Regions from separate parts of the Rattus norvegicus genome. Here region 2 is linked to region 1. A link is a contact called in public HiChIP or PLAC-seq data. All regions are on one chromosome and are shown on one strand. Each heading gives the region's core, a stretch centred on a gene start, on an enhancer-like site or on the middle of the called end of the contact. The rest is flanking DNA. Distances are from core to core; before and after follow the strand shown.

The links. HiChIP or PLAC-seq counts read pairs in DNA pulled down with a chosen protein or histone mark.
Region 2: an H3K27ac HiChIP or PLAC-seq map of oligodendrocytes shows a contact between it and region 1, with 2.8 times the contacts expected there. The contact joins two enhancer-like sites. A contact is called at or near these places in 4 of 12 Hi-C or Micro-C datasets (frontal cortex, liver and psoas muscle) and 1 of 1 datasets of contacts at active chromatin or transcription factors (oligodendrocytes).

Annotation. Positions count from the first base shown.
Region 1 is chr10:105,795,867-105,801,159 of GRCr8, forward strand. It overlaps Aatk (apoptosis-associated tyrosine kinase), which reads right to left. Exons shown (of 14, transcript NM_001394586.1): 3 at 4,897-5,044; 4 at 2,730-2,809; 5 at 2,343-2,461; 6 at 2,122-2,209; 7 at 1,462-1,595. It overlaps Mir3065 (microRNA 3065), which reads left to right and starts at 459; the gene lies at 459-561. Mir338 (microRNA 338) reads right to left here and starts at 541; the gene lies at 476-541. Within about 2 kb of position 3,220, at least 43 of the 93 cell types and tissues checked have an H3K27ac peak or open chromatin away from gene starts, as enhancers often do.
Region 2 is chr10:106,097,776-106,103,068 of GRCr8, forward strand. No RefSeq gene overlaps it. Among named protein-coding and RNA genes, the nearest start is that of Actg1, 21 kb to the right of the region's middle. Within about 2 kb of position 2,731, at least 76 of the 93 cell types and tissues checked have an H3K27ac peak or open chromatin away from gene starts, as enhancers often do.

The DNA.
Region 1 (5,293 bases), core at 1,970-4,469:
GTACACCACATTGTCATCCCAATCCCCAGGAGATAAGAACTAATAAGCCAAGGCCTGGAGTGGAATCAGAGGGTTCTGCCAACAGTCAGAGCCTATGTTCTAGAGTGTAGACCTCCCCGCCCTCCTACACAAGCTGGAGCCGAGGTCTAGAACAGGGTGGACCACAGAGCTCCCCTCCGTGGAGGATAAAAATCACCCCAGGTCTTCCTCCAACTCAGTGGCAAGCCCGGATGCCAGCCTCTATATAACTCCAGTTTGGCTGGAGGCCCCCTGGTGTTTGGGGTAGAGTGCTATGGGATGCACCCTCATCCGCCATACTGCCGGTACGCCGAGGGCTCTCCGGTTGTAGACAGAGTCATCCTGGCCTGTCTCAACCCCAGGAGGACTGTACCAGGGGACGGATGCGGGGTTGGGTGACCTATGGGTGGGGCAGCTGGGCTAGGCATCAGGCAGGACAGGAGGCTGGCAGCTGCCCTCTTCAACAAAATCACTGATGCTGGAGTCACTGTGCACCCACTCAGCACCAGGATATTGTTGGGGAGGACGGCCTGGGCAGCGTCGGGGCTGGCGGGCCGCTCGTCCATCGCTACTTCTTCCAGCCCGTGCCCCCCGGCTCACGGGCGACTGGACATCCTGGCCTGTCTTTTGGTCACCAGAGGCAGGAGAGAGCCACCCCTCCCACTGCAGGGCCAGCCCAGCCACTCCCTTTGTGGTGTGAGGGAAAGAGACCAGGGCCATGTGGGGGCCCAAAGTATGGCTGACTGTTCTAACAGACAGGAGGAATGTCTTCATTTAATCGTCTGCCAAGGTACGTTTCAAACATGAGTCTTCACAATTTATTACTTTTTTTGAGATGGTCTCCTCTCTCTCTCTCTCTCTCTCTTTCTCTCTCTCTCTCTCTCTCTCTCTCTCTCTCTCTCTCTCTCTCTCTCTCTCTGCACAGCCCTGGGTATTCTGGAACTCATTAGGTAGGCCTGGCTGGACTTGAACTCACAGAGATTCTCCTTCCTCTGCCTCCCAGGCGCTGGGATTAAAGGCGAAAGCTGCTGTGCCCAGCCAGTTTTCACAATTTTTTTAAAAAAAGATTTATTTTATTTATTTATTTTTATTATTTATTTATTATATATAAGTACACTGTGGCTGTCTTCAGACACACCAGAAAAGGGCATCAGATCCCATAACAGATGGTTGTGACCCACCATGTGGTAGCTGGGATTTGAACTCAGGACCTCTGGAAGAGCGGTCAGTGCTCTTAACCGCTGAGCCATTTCTCCAGCACCCCTAGTTTTCACAATTTTAGGAATTATAAAATTCCCTGCAGAGTGGCTATTAGACGAACCCAGTTCACAAGACCCACAGAGTGGGATCACTGCGATTTTCCTGTACAGAGGCATTCAGGGTCAAGGCACTGGGGTAGCGGGGCTTTGTGTCCACGGCCTGGCTAGTCCCGCTAACCCTCACCTGTGCACATAGTTGTGACGATGTAGATGCAAGACACCACACGCCACCTCGCACGCCATGCGCTGCAAGGTAAGGGGGTCAGGCGCCATGGACTCTGTCACCCGGCAGCTCCGTAGATAACCTTTGAGGTCCCCCTGCCGAGAGAGCACACAGTCACCTGCTAGCAGCAGCTACCAGCGCATCACAAGCCCGCCACCAACCTGGGTCGGGTGACCTGCAGATCAGCTGGCAGCCCTAGTGTTCGCAGCAGTTTCAGCAAAGCCTATGTCTGGATTCCGACACAGTGACCTTCATACAGAAGCAGCTTTGGCACCAGAGCTGCGCATGTAAAGAGGCCAAGGAGCCACACGAGGATCCTAAACTCAGGCTCTGCCCCAGGAGCTGTGTGAAGCCTGTGGCTGTCCCAGGACTCCCCACACTGAACTGCCCCAGACCCCACAGTGTTGCCCCTGCTGCTGCTGGCTCACTCTAAGCAGACCCCCCTCTGAGGCAGAGCAGGGCAGGGACCACTAGGACTCTACTGGAGAAATAACAAAAGATCCCAAGAGGCAGAGCAGGAGAGGAGCCAGCTCAGAAGGGCCTCCCACTCCCCTTTGGAACAATGAGCTACAGAATAGGACCTGGACAGACAATGCTGCCTCCCCGCAGATGGCCACTTACCAGGGGACAGAACTCCATAACCAGCAAATAGGGGGTCACCTCAGCACACTGGGCCAGGCACTGAAGCAGGTTGCTGTGCTGCAGGGCCCTGGAAGAGTCCACGGGCGTCTGAGTTGGAGGGCAGGAGAGGGCGCACCGGGCCCCCCAACACAGCCCTCCCCACAACACCTCCAGGTTCTCCCACAGCAGGTCCCCTGCCCTGCCCCCAGCACACCACCTACCTGTAGGGCTGCGCCTCCTCCAGGAACTGCATCTGCTCCTGCACACTGGCGCTGGCCTTCAGCTCCTTCACCACCACCTGCGTGCCACTGACACCCGAGTGCACCTCCCCCAAGAACACCTGCCAGATGTGACAGGCGTCACCAGGGCCCCCTTCGGTCTCCACAGGACAAGCCGTTTAGCTCCCAGTGCCTCGGAGGGTCGTACCACTTCCCACTAAGCACTCAGCCCCAGTCCACCTGCAAGCCTCCCGCTTTTCTCACTGTCTGGGGGTCCGCACCGAAGAAAAGGGACTCGGATGCATGGTCCAGTCGGGGGTGTGTGAGAAAGAGCCCCTCCCCAGGGCATCCCCAGGAGTAGCAATTCCCACCACCCTGAGGCATGCTTACCTTCCCAAACCAACCGTGGCCAATCTCCTTCAAGTACAGGAGGCTGTGGCGGCCCAGGTCCGTGGACTTGAGGAGTTGCACTAGAATAGAACAGAACCCCAGGAACTGCTTAGCCACCACTCTGCTTCATCTTCCTTACCAGGCTCTTCAGGGCGCAGGGAGCTTCCCCCAAGTTTCCCCGCCAGAGTCAATAAAGTGGAGGCCAGGCTTGAGGGCTGTCATCAAGGGCCAGCATCTCTCAGGCTCTGAGGTGGCTGCTCTCAGAAGAGCCATAGATCTCAATCCCCATCCAGGCAAGCCTGGAAAATGGCGCCCAGAGCCAGTGGGAGAAGCTAAGCCCAGACAGCAGGGCCTGGAAGGCCGTCTGGATGAAGCAAGAAGCTGGTGCTGAGGCCTGGGAAGACAGCAGAGCAACCAACCCCCTACCCCTGCCACAGGCTGGCATTCAAACACCCATTGCACCAAAGCCGCCTTTGTTGGGGGCTGCTTGGCACAGCCCTGTACGGGACACACTGGGTCCATTCTCCCCGTGGGCCAGGCTGAGTGAAGTCAGTGGAGAAGAAGGGTCAGTGTGGGCAGAGGAAAGGGCCAGGACTCACTGCACCCACTCATGCCCCCTCAGATTCTCTGAATTCTCCTCCCACGCTGATAGCCCAGAAGGCCAGGGTTAGAGCGGTTGGGAGGGCCAAGGGAAGGCAGCAGCCCTCAGGGACAAAGAGACTCAGGGAATGTTGGCTTGGCGCCCAATTCATGGAAGAGCCCCACCAGGCCCTGTGTCCCAAGACTTAAGCCCTGAACCCAATCTGACTGGATGCCTGGTGGAAACCCCGGGGTCTCTAGGACCTCAGTTGTCCCAGAGCAGGTTCAGGGTCCCAACAGGAGAAACCAGGACAAGCACAGAGGCAGGAGAATGCTGATGTTGGGAGCTAGAGGTAGGGGAGGGGGCTTAGGTGGGCTGACTAATCTCACGCCAAATTTCTCCCTCCTTAAAAGATGCCCCCCCCCCGGCCAAAACAACAGAGCTAAACAATGTAGAAAGCACCTTTGCCCTCTCCGAGTCCCTGTCCCACTGTCCTTGCCCATGGAGAGCCAAGGCTGCCTGTCTCATAAGAAGTGCTAGAGATAACTGCAGGCCTTTGAGCCAGTGGATAACGTGTCCATATCCATGTCTGGATCCTGCCTGACTTTCGAGCTCTCTCCCACGAGACTCAATGAGCCACAGAACCATGCATTTAGTGTTGGGCCAGGCTGGTGGCCGGATGTCCTCTCTGTTGGCTCAAATAGGTACCGAGACCCTAGTCTTTGACGCAGGCTGGGCCCTTGATAAGAAGCATTGTGTTGGGGTTGGGGATTTAGCTCAGTGGTAGAGCGCTTGCCTAGCAAGCACAAGGCCCTGCTCCGAAAAAAAGAAAAGGGGGGAAAAAAAAAAAGAAGCATTGTGTTGAGGGCCCGGTAGGGTCGCTCCAAGGCTGAGGTAGGAAGAGTGCCTGCTTTTCACCACAGCGGCACTGGGGCCAGCCGCACTCTCAGCCTGACACCTTCTGCAGTGTTCTTGGACCGGTCAGATAGACAAGGGACAACCCTTAGCTGAAATCCAGGCTGTAAAGACCCGAGAGCTGACTGTTGTAGAGGTAGCCATAGTCCCAGGAACCATGGTGATCAGAGCAGCATTTACCTGTCACCTCCAGACAGGTGCGGGGAGGGGACTAGCCTAGAGGAAGAGGCTCTGGGAGGAAGGCAAAAGGGAGGGGCAGACTGGGTAAAGGAAGCCACGGGAAGAGGCCGGGCCTACACTTGGTAAGGGGCAGAGGGGATGGGAGGGTAGAGGTAGGGTGGGGTTGTTGCTTCTCTTGCTCCTACAAGGCTGTGTATAGGGGAGCAGGGGTCTGGGGTTAGAAGCAGAGAACGGTAAATAATCCCAGAGCCAGAGTGCTGGGCCACCTCCCCCAGTTACTACCCTTCTGCATGGCAGCCCCTTGGGTGGAGAAATGACAGGCTCGAGGCTACTCTCAAGCCAGCTGACAGCTGGCCTCAGGTCCTGAAGGGGTTCCATGGACCTTCCAACACAGCCCAGCATGAAATGCAGCCTGAACGAGACCTTGCTGCAATGGCCCAAGTGTCCCTCATCCCCCACTGTACGCACTTTCAGGGAGACAGGCTTGCTTACCTGAGCGACCCGGCTGCTTAGCCATGGGCAGGGAGACCTCAGTGAGAGGCAGGACATACACATCGGGGCCGTTCTGTACAGTAGCAGCCGGGGAGCCCTGCTCCGAGAAGTCGGCCACATACTCTTCCCCTTCAGCATTCTCAAACTCCTGCAAGTTGGGCCAGCATAGGTGGGCGGTCAGGACACAGGCTATGAAAGACCCTTTTCCCCAAAACTCAACCTGACTAATACAGGCCTAGAGCATGGGCCCCTGCTGGATGGCCTCCCTGTTCATAGCCCCTGATTCCTCAGGGACACCATCGCAGCAGGGGACAAAGGACTCGGGCCCAGGTGGGGCTGGAAACCCAGGCTGAGTCCCACTTGAAGAAGGCCCAGAGACAGAGGTCAAGGGCCAGAG
Region 2 (5,293 bases), core at 1,481-3,980, 300 kb after region 1:
ACCAAGTGGGTTGGAGAACTTTAGTCTAAGCTCACTTCTGCAGTCTCTCGCTTCGCTCTGGCTTTCAGTTTACAATTCGAGTATGAATCTGGAAATCTGGCATTCACACAACAGGGGCCCTCCCATAGGAACCAGTTGGCCAGTAGGAGCGGTGCGGGAGCGCCCTCCAGCGCTCATATTCAGCATGGCAGCTGACGGGGGACGAGAAGGCAGGGGACTAAAGAAACGAACTGTTTATCAGAGAGGGAATAGTAAGATGCCTCTTATGCTGGGTGCGCTGATGCTCTCTTGTGACCCTGACTCAGATGGTTGAGGCAGGAGGATCTTGAGTTTGAGAGCAGCCTAGGCTACATAAAAAATAAATCAAAGGGGTTGGAAGGGTGGCTCAGCAGTTAAAAGTGCTTGCTGCTCTTCCAAAGAGCCTGAGTTTGTTTCTGAGCACCCATGTCAGGCAGCTCACAACTGTATGCAACTCTAGCTCCAAGGGATCTGATGCCTTCTTCTGACTTCTCCAGGTGTGCGCACACGTGCGTGTGCACACACACACACTCCAAAGGGCTAAGGAGATGGCTCCGTGGTTAAGTGCAGTGACCTGCAAACAGAAAGGCTGAGTCTGAATCCCCAGCACGCATTTGTAAAAGCACTGGGGGGCAGAAGACAGGTGAATCCTGAGAGCCCACATTTCAACCAGCCTGACACTGACAACAAGCTTCTGATCCCATGAGAGGTTCTACCTCAAGGCAGAGTCAGAGCAAGAACAAGGTAGGGGAGACGCCTGGCATCTGCTCTGGCCCCCATGTGTGCACAGGCACAAGCACACGTACACTTTCGTATGCATACACCTCACACAAGCACACAATGACTTTCCTAGACGAGGGTCCTGAAGGGATGGGGTCAGAGATCACCTAACCAGAATGGAACCAGCCAAGTAAGGAGCTAGAATCATCACATTAGAAGATGGTGGGAACACATGGGTAGAACCCAGAGACAGCCTGGGAGCACTCCTCAGGGAGCTCGAGAGTCAGAAGCCCAGCCTCATTCATCATCATTGCCTGAGGCTGTATTCTAAGAAAAGTAAGGCTTTCACCAACCTCTGACTTCCCCAAAGACCTCAAATAGGTAATTTCCAAGGGAGCAGTCTGCCCCGACGCTCGCCCCAGCTGTGGAGCACATGCCCAGTGGGCATCCATGCCTTTCCTCTTGGAGGGAAGAGCACTCTGGCTCACCCACAGACAGTCATTGCTTCCTGGAACAAAATCCTGCCACGCCTGGCTGGAGAGCAGGGCTGGAACCCACTGCTTCCAGGATAAGCAGTGAAGTTTGTAATAGTTTTATTGAAACGCAATCTATACATAACATAAAACCCACAGGTTTCTGAGGCCTACACATACTACAGTGTTAACTTTTCTTTAAGATTTAGTTATGTACTCACTTGTTTTATATGAGTATACTGTTGTGAATACACTACAGCTGTCTTCAGACACACCAGGAGAGGGCACTGGATCCCATTACAGATGGTTGAGAGCCACCCTGTGGTTGCTGGGACCTTTGAACTCTGGAAGAGCAGTCAATGCTCTTAACCGATGAGCCATCTCTCCAGCCCTATTTTCTTTCCTTCTTTCTTTCTTTCTTTCTTTCTTTCTTTCTTTCTTTCTTTTCTTACTTTCTTTCTTTTTTAAGAGAGAGTTTCCCTATGTAGCCCTGGCTGTCCTGGAACTCATCAGGTTGGCCTCAAACTCAGATGTCTGCCTCCCTCTGTCTCCCGAGTGCTAGCATTAAAAGCGTGCACCACCGCTGCCCGGCTGCTGATTACTGCTAATTTTCATTGAGACTTACTGAGTTTGTTTAGGTTTTTTTTTTTTTTTTTTTTTTGAGACCCGGTCTCATGGAGTTCTGACTAACCTTGAACTCCGTATGTAGCCCAAAATAGCCTTGCATTTCTAATTTTCCTGTCTCCGTCTCTCAAGTGTGGGGATTGCAGATGTGAGCCACCATACCCAGTATTAAGAGGCTTTGTACATTTAGGCAAACACTCTTGGCTACAACCTCAGCCAACCCTGACATGTAACCCAGAATAGTCTCTGCCTTCCTTAGGGCTGGAATTATAGGTGTGTGTCATCAAGCATAGGCTGGCTTGCCTTTAGGGCTGGAGAGGTTCATGGTGGAGGTGTTCGGGTGAGGGGCAACAGGGATCAGGGCAACGCCGACGAACACCCAAGGCTAAACAAGGCCAGGAATCAGAGTCCTTCCAAGGTCAGGGCGTCCACGCCTGCAGACCGCGGTCCAGGATGCGGGTGCGTCCAGACCGGCTCGCATTCCAGAATTTCCCATCCCTTGTCCGCAGCACCTCGCCGAGAGACGCAGAGATGCACACACAGCTAAACTATAGCCAGCAGCCGCGCGCCTATTGGTTGAGAGAACGGCAGCCCGAGCCAATCAATGCACAGCATCCGAGCGCTTACTTGGAATGCGGTGGGCGGGGGTCAGTGCGCGAGCGCGTGCGCGCTAGGCTCTGCAGCCGGGATGGGGGGGATGGGAGTGGGGGTGGGGGTTTCGAGACTTAAGCTGAACAGACTGTTGGATCCTGCGGTCCCCACGTGATCCGGCGCCCCCCACTCTGGGCTTGGGGAGCCGGTTTCTCCTTAGGACAAAGCGCCGGGGCCGCGCTCTCTGGTGCGGGGAAGCCTGGGCGAGCATCCCCGCCCCGGGAGTGCCTAGGGAACTGGGCTGACCACCCGCGTCGCCCTGGACTCCTGCCGCCCAGATGAAGGAGAGGATATAGGTCACAAGGAAGCAGGTTGCACTTGAGTTCACCAGGCCAGAGAACAACAGGAAACCCGGATCCTCCCAGATCCAAAGAGAACCTCACCACCTGGCTGTCCTTCCTGCCTTATGTGGTGTGGCGCTTCAAGCGGCCATGTTACGCCCTCCCTGACCTGGACCTTGCCCACCAAGGACCAGCTTGTTGGATCCGGAGCCCCAAACCATAGAGGGAGGAAACAAAGGCTGGCGGATCATGGGGTGGGTGGGGCCTGTGGACCCTTGCCTGGCAGGTTCGCCCATGAAGCTTTGTAGGCCCCTGAGCTTTCTGCAGACCTGCGCTATGTCACCTAGCCGCATTGCATTGCATTGCACAGGAGCCCTTCTTACTCAGAACCCTAAGAGGGCACGTGGGGACTCGATCCCTGTGCTGTGCACCTGTCTGGCTCCACTGACTTCCAAGTGGTTCCAAGACCCAAGACTGTTCACTTGGGGACACTTGCCCTCCCTCCTTCCGTGGGGAAATCTCTACTGCAGTGTTGGCTCCTCCCTACACAAATGACTTCTTTATAACCCGGTCCCTCAGCTAGGATCTGGGTCTGGCTTATCTGGCTTGGGGCAAGGGAAGTCTGTTCATCTGTCTGCAGTAATCGGAGCAAAAGACAGCTCCACCTTGGTGCCTGGAGGAGTTTGAGACATTCCTTCAGAGCAGTTCTACTCAGATGAAGCCAGGATTCAGAGACAGTTTATTAAGATTAGATTGCTAACAGCTTTAAGTATTAAAGGTGATCAGGGAAAGGCTCCTGTACATCCAGGTGTGAGCGTGGCCTTTCTCGAGTTTCCTGGTTTGAGCGACTAGCAGTAACCATATATGCACTTTTTTTGTGACTCCTGAGGTTTATACTGCTCAAGGCGTTTTGAAGCGACACCCTCCTGCCTTCAGTAAATTAGACCATAGAGCCAGCAATTCCTGACATGGTTTGGGTAGGAAAATCTAACGTGGTGAAACCGTGGGTTGGGAAGGTTACACACAGGTTAAGCCATGTCTGTTACCATAATGGGGTTTATAATCTTGCCTGTGAGATTCCTAGAAAATTGCAGGTTTATATCTGGGAAAGGAATGAGGCCAAACTCAGAGGTCATGTACTTTAGGTCTCAAGCCTGGTTTATTCTTTTTTGAGCTATCTCTGTATAAAAGGGATAGTGTCTCTACAAAGACAACCTTCGCAATGTATTTCATGATTCATGCTGAATTCCTGACTTTCAGCAAAAGACTTCAACAGACTAGTGAAAGGGGGCTCTGTTCCTCTACACATACTTCTGTCTTCTGTCTTCCTAGCCTACCTCAAGCTGACAACGAAGCCAACTGACATACCTTCACTATGGATTTAGTTCTGAGCTCACTGCCGGGGGCACACCCCAATAACCCCAGCACCTAAAAGCTGAAAGGCTGAAACAGGAAAATCACCCCAAGTCTGAGGTCAGCCTGATCTATAGATAAACGCCTAAAGCTGTTTTGTTTTGTTTTGTTTTTTAATCTCATTTTAATGAACTACATCATTTTTTGTTTGGTTGGGTTTTTTTGTTTATTTGTTTTGGTTTTTTGAGACAGAGTTTCTCCGTGTAGCCCTGGTTGTCCTAGACTTTGCTTTGTAGACCAGGCTGGCCAATAAGTCACAGAAATCTGCCTGCCTCTGTATCAGGAGTGCCAGGGTGGGGGGTGAGGGTGGGGATGAGGAGGACGAGGGGGTTGGGGAGTATTAAGGGCAATCACCACCACACCTGGCCATAAACAGCATCTCTGAATTGTTTCAAAGCGTCTACAGTGTGAAATGAGAACAATTAAAATACTGCAGCCTCTGAACTGGTGGGGTAAAGGCCTGCTGTGCCGGCAGCAGGCACAGGGACTAAGTAAATCCCCAGCACCCACATAAAGGCTAAGTGTGGAAACTGGCAGGAGAGACTGACTGCTATTCCAAAGGTCCTGAGTTCAAATCCCAGCAACCACATGGTGGCTCACAACCATCTGTAATGGGATCCGATGCCCGCTTCTGGTGTGTCTGAAGACAGCTACAGTGTATTCACATATAATAAATAAATAAATCTTTAAAAGTAAGATGGAGAGCCAGGATGGAGAGTTCAAAACCAGTTCAAGATCTCTATAAAGAGAGCTCCAGGCCACCCATGGCTGTTACACAGAAAAACCCCATTTCAGAAAAAAAAAAAAAAAAGAAAGAAAGAAAGAAAGAAAAAGAAAAAGAACACTGGTGAGAAAAAGGCTCTTGCTACCAAGCTTGATGGCCCGAGTTCAATCCCTGGAACTAGCATGTTGGAAGGAGAAACTGATTCCTGCAAGTTACTCTCTAACCTAAATACACATGCACACACACATGCATGCACGCACACGTACCAAATAGATGAAAGAAACAAAACAATGCACATGCATGCACACACATGCATGCACACACATACCAAATTAAAAAAAAAAAAAAAAAAACATGGCAAAGCACTTTAGGAACAGAGCCCACATTAA